Linked DNA regions of Muntiacus reevesi: region 2 is linked to region 1. Evidence: chromatin contacts called from public Hi-C data. All regions are on one chromosome and are shown on one strand. The core of a region is the stretch at or near the end of the contact, and the rest is flanking DNA. Distances in the headings are between cores, read along the strand shown.

Region 1 (2,700 bases), core at 138-2,637:
TTAAAAACTTTACAAAATGGACAAATTAATAAGGCTTATTTCCATTATAAATGTATTTTTCACTTTTCAAAATCGGATTCCAAAGGGAAACTGTATGTTGAAAGGTAAGATTTATCAGTAAATTAGGGATTGAGACTTTAAAAACTTTTCAATCTGGCCAATCCAAGTTATCCCAAGAGGAAGTTTTCTCGTGCCTCTTCTTCCTTCAGAGTATTTCTCTGGCTTTTCTGTCCTATTTACAAAGATTTATGTCTACTAGAATGGTGTAAAATACTCTTCCTCTCCTGTTCACAACTTGCTTGATATTTTGTCACTTACCCTCCTTGCATTTTAAGCTCCCTGAACTAAACTATTTTACCCCTACTGTGCTTTCGCTTTTGTTATTTTCTCAGGCTAGATCATCTTCCCTATCTTCTCTGTTAAACTCCTGGCCATCTATTAACACTCAGCTCACACATTTCCAGATAGGAGACAGGCATTATCTCTCTGCTTTATTTGGTCCCTGTATATATTTCTATTATTGTCTGCATTGTATTATCTTACAGCCCATTTGATATATAATGCAGCATATAATACATATTATGAATTTTAAATTATTTTTATGATTGCTATTTAAGGTCACCTAGGTGCTAAAACATAGGACAAGTGTTCCGTGGCCTTCCTCAAGCCTCTTTCACTTTCAGTCTCAGGTATGAAGTGGGTACTGTGACTCCATGAAGATAAGAAATATGTATGTAAAGATCTTACACAGTATTCAATTAAGGGAAGCCATGACTTTAACACTTTAGTGCCTTGAATAAAGTGCTTGATAACCTGAGTTCAGGAAACGCTTCTTTTAAATGACGTCACTGTAGGCGACTTAAAAATCACAGCACGTCCGGAGTACACAATCTAATTACTTAAAACGGGGTTCACAACAGAGGTTCTGCATAAAACAGAATCCACTGAGTAGCCCAGGCTAGAGAAACAGTAGCTCAACAGCCGAGGTATTCCTGAATCACTCCCGGGCCGGCGGGAAGGGTCTTTCTGGCCCTGGCAGAAGGCCGCCTTCCCCAAAGGATTGCGCGGGGGGCTGGATCTTCATGGCCTGAGGGAAAAATCCACCACCTGGGCGGACCAGGCCCCCTCTCGCTCTCGGCGACCAATGCCCACAAGCTCCTCCAGTACTCTGTTCGCTGCTGAGGCTCCAAACAGCGACCGCAGCCGGAACCTAGCCTGCGACTCCCGCGGCGCCGCGCTCCCAGGGCACACCGAGGCCGTGGGGTCTCCCCGCACTCCACGCAGGGGCGGCGGGGCGGGGCGCGATGACGTCAAGAGCAGTGACGCGCCGACGCAGCGCGACGCGGTGACGCACGCCCCTTTGTTGGCTCAGTAGCGGTAGCAGCGGCCGTGGAGGTGGCGCTGGGGACTGTTTTCTCTCGGAGGCCTGAGAGGAGCCGCGTCTGACTGAGGCGGGCGGCAAGCGGCCCCCTCGCTCCCTCCCTCCCTCCTCCGCGCCCTCCCCGCCGCCGCTAGCCGCCAACCGCCAACCGCCGCGCCCGGGGAGGAGCCGCGGCCCGCGGGGCCGGAGCCAGGCCTGCGTCCGGACATCAGCCGGAGCCGGAGCGAGAGCCGGGGCCTCGGCGTCCCCGCCCTCTCCCCGCCTTAGGGCCAGCGTCCGCCGGGCCTCTGCGCGTCGCGCCATGGACTCGGACGAGGGCTACAACTACGAGTTCGACGAGGACGAAGAGTGCAGCGAGGAGGACAGCGGCGCCGAGGAGGAGGAGGACGAGGACGACGATGAGCCGGACGATGATAACCTGGATCTGGGCGAGGTGGAGCTGGTGGAGCCGGGACTGGGCGTCGGCGGGGAGCGGGACGGACTGCTGTGCGGGGAGACGGGCGGCGGCGGCGGCAGCGCTCTGGGGCCCGGAGGTGGCGGCGGCGGCGGTGGCGGCGGCGGCGGGCCGGGGCATGAGCAGGAGGAGGATTACCGCTACGAGGTGCTCACGGCCGAGCAGATTCTGCAACACATGGTGGAATGTATCCGGGAGGTCAACGAGGTCATCCAGGTGAGTGTGGCCCCCGCGCCAGCTTGACCGAGCCGGGCCCGGGAGCGGATTCGGGCGGTCTGCGCGGCCCCGAGGGGCAGGCCAGGGCCTGGTGCGCAGCCTAGCCTGGTGCCTCCCGGCCCTGTCTTCTCTTCTGCCGGGGATAGAGCAGACATTCGCCGGGTGTGGGGAGGTGCGCTAGGGGCGGTGCTTTCCAGGTCCTGCTATGGCGGAGGCCTCCAGCCGCCTCAGACTTCTCTTGCGGGCAATTGCTGCGGGTCCCTGGGCACGGTGTCCTTCCTCTGGCCTCAGGAGAGCTTGTAGGGGCGGGGCGGGATGGGAGGTGAAAATCTGGGCTCCTAAGACGGCTTCCCCGGCTTTCAGTCTCACTTGAGCACTTTTGGAAGGGGTTAGAGTAGGCCTAAGGGCTTGCTTGGTGTACGGTTGCCCCAAGTGGGCACCGGTTAATAAAGAAATGGATCTGCTTGGCAGTCTTAAGTGCCTACTTAAAAGTGGGGGAAGGGAACTATTTCTTGGAAGAGGTGCTGATGGATCTTCTTTTCTAGTGGTGAGGCTTCTGCTTGTATCTTTCTAAATGTTTGCTGTTCGTTTGGGTTCTAACTGCTACTCTTCTCAGTTGTAGCATACTTGAAGCTGTTGGCATAGTTGC
Region 2 (2,700 bases), core at 191-2,690, 200 kb after region 1:
CAGATTCTTTACCACTGCACCACCTGGAAAGCTCATGAATTGAAGACCCACAAAACCAGGGAGGACAATTCAGCTGATAAGGATACAGATGAAAGTGCCTGAATTTGAAAGAAGAGTTAAAAGAAAATGCACCTGAAGAAACAATAAAAGTGTTATATATATATATAACCACTACCTAACATTAGCTGTCTGCTCTTTAAAGCAGACACTATGCTAAATAACAAAGATTATTTAATCTTCATGATAACTCTGCTTTACCTTACCCTTTGTGGTTCCGATACAGGAACTAGTAGCGTACTTGGTAGATCTGCTTTTGTGGCAAGATATTCAAGTCGAACTTAGACGAGAACTAAAATTCGTAGAGGGAATAACTTACTTACATGCGACAGGAGAATATAAAGAAAGGAGGCACTGTGATTTGTGAGAATCCTAAAATTGCAATGTCATTGAAATCTGGGGAAGAAAAGAGTTTCAAGGAGAGAGGCATGCTTAACGTGTGGAAGGCTGCAGAAGGCGGACAGTGAGGACTGAAAGTGGAAGCTGATTATGAAAACCCACAAGGCTTAGATAAGCTTTCAGAGAGACGTTTCAGTAGAATGGTGGTCTCCAGACTATGGCATTAAGGAAGCGAAAACAAGGCGTAAAGAAAGAAACTCAGGAGCTAAAGACAGCGACCACACCTTCAAGTAGTTCAGAAGCAAGAGGGTGCCACTAAAATAGAAAGACCAAACATTTCTGACTGCAAAGGAGTAGCCTCCAGAAGAGCAGAGATTGGAATGAAAGCGACTTGAACTTTACGCAGTCAGGCTGAGAGGGATTTCCAAGAGGCTATTAGGCTGGTTCTAGGGGCTGGTCCTACCGAGACGAGGAGGGTGTAGGGGTCAGCCGAGAGGAAAAAGCAGTCTGGTGAGTCCCGGCAGCAGTGACGAATGGGGCTCGTCCCAGACGTGCGACGCTTCTCGCCAAGCAGGTAGCGTGGACACCAGCACCGAGGGGCCTCCAGGGGACCTCTAGGAACCTGTTTCCACGCCGGCTCTACCTCCCAGCTCCCAAGCCGTCTGACCTCCGCCAAGGCGGCCCTCAGAGGCCCGGAGCACCCGCACCTCCTGGAGACGAGCAGAGAGGCAGGCCCCGCAGGCACTCACCCCACGGCCACGCGGCGCCAACGCCGAGCCGGCCGCACGATGAGCGCGTCCCAGGCGGCTGCCAACCGGCCCTCAGGGGAGCCGGCTCCTGGGGGTGCAGGCGCCGGCCCCAGCTGCAGCGAACTCCACAGCGAGCGCAGGGCCGACCCCGGCAGCTGCGGCTCCAGCAGGAAGACGCAGCCCACCGCGAGCGCCAGGAAGCCAGCGTACGCGGAGCCGCGCCACAGCGCCATGGAGACAGAGGCGTGGAAGCAACGGAGAACACCTCCTTGCCCGGCCCTCGCCTCTTCCGGGCTCAGCACGCGCCGACGTAGACTCGCGCGCCACGTCACGCCTGCGCGCCGTGGTCCCTCGGATGGGCGGGGCGCGGAGGGGCGGTAGACGTAAGAGAGGGGCGGAGACTCCTCTTCCTTGGTCGGAATCGGCTCTTGGGGGCGCGCGCGGTTTTGAGGCTCTGAGGGAGGCTGGACAAAGGCCATGATGCCTGTCCAGGCTCTGTACCCTTTCCCAGAACTCCATCCGTACCCAAAAATAGAGAGGCAAGGATCCGTTTGTTTTCCTAGTAGGATGAACCAGACCGATTTTGAAGAAGCGGGTAAGACCGCATGTCAGTCTTTGAGCCGGTCGGTGTTCCAATTTGAGCTGAACCAGCAGTTCCTCAGAGGGGCACAAATCGCACTCCCCCTGTTTTAATCCGTCCCTCTGCCACTCTGTCCATCCTCCATTGTTTACTAAGCTGTCTTTCAGACCCGGGGCTTGGCGCTCCCCAGAGGAATACGATAGCAGCAGCGCTGCCTGTGAGCCCTTGGGGACACGAGTGGCAGGGGGGATTCTGTCCCTTTGGAGGATAACTGAGACCTGCAGCTGTTTGGGGGCGTTTGCCCTGACTGAGGGGAGTCCGCAGGGATTGTCCTCGCTGGATGATCAGCTTCGAACCTTAAAATAACCCTTTGGGGGCGCTGTTCCTTTTAACAACCTCAGAACATGCACAAATGCACACAGTCTTGTGTACAACACAAGGGGTTTTGGACCTGCGTTAAGAAACCCTGGTTTCTCCTCGTCTCCCTTGGTAACATGACTTAAACCCAGCAGACCCTGTCTTCACTATGACTCTTCTGTGTGTGAACCTCCGTTGAGAGTGAAGCTAGGCTTGCTGCCAGCTCATTCTCAGCAGTCGTCTTGCCAGGCCTGGTCTTGTTCCTGGATGGTTTCCATTTTTCCAGTTCTGCTGGCTCCTGACCTTGGCTCTGTGTCCGATTTTCCACTCTGCTCCTGACCTTTGGACTTGGCAGTGGTTCTTTATTTCTCTAGCTTTGATCTCGGGCATTTGGCTTCATTTCCCCCAGCATTTCCCTATCCTGGTCATCTGCCCTCCCTGTCTCACCCCACCCAGCCCACCTGACCATAACATTCCTTTCAAAGGAGATGTTCACACAGGCAGAGATCTAGGATATTACAGAAAAGAAAGGAGCCAGTGATATCTGTGTGAAGCTGTCTTCACTAGAGTTGCCCATCCCTTCTCTCACCTCAGGGAGACATGTCAGTTAGTTCCCAG

What was found. Hi-C and Micro-C count contacts between places; a contact is called where the count stands out from the background.
Region 2: a Hi-C map of blood shows a contact between it and region 1, with 2.6 times the contacts expected there. The contact joins the promoter of ADPGK here to the promoter of ARIH1 in region 1. A contact is called at or near these places in 2 of 3 Hi-C or Micro-C datasets (blood and muscle).

What each region holds. Positions count from the first base shown.
Region 1 is chr7:18,930,192-18,932,891 of mMunRee1.1, forward strand. ARIH1 (ariadne RBR E3 ubiquitin protein ligase 1) reads left to right here and starts at 1,388. Exons shown (of 16, transcript XM_065941573.1): 1 at 1,388-2,051. The coding sequence starts at 1,683.
Region 2 is chr7:19,130,899-19,133,598 of mMunRee1.1, forward strand. It overlaps ADPGK (ADP dependent glucokinase), which reads right to left and starts at 1,441. Exons shown (of 7, transcript XM_065941676.1): 1 at 1,146-1,441. The coding sequence starts at 1,378. It overlaps LOC136171533 (a long non-coding RNA gene), which reads left to right and starts at 1,614. Exons shown (of 3, transcript XR_010663887.1): 1 at 1,614-1,740.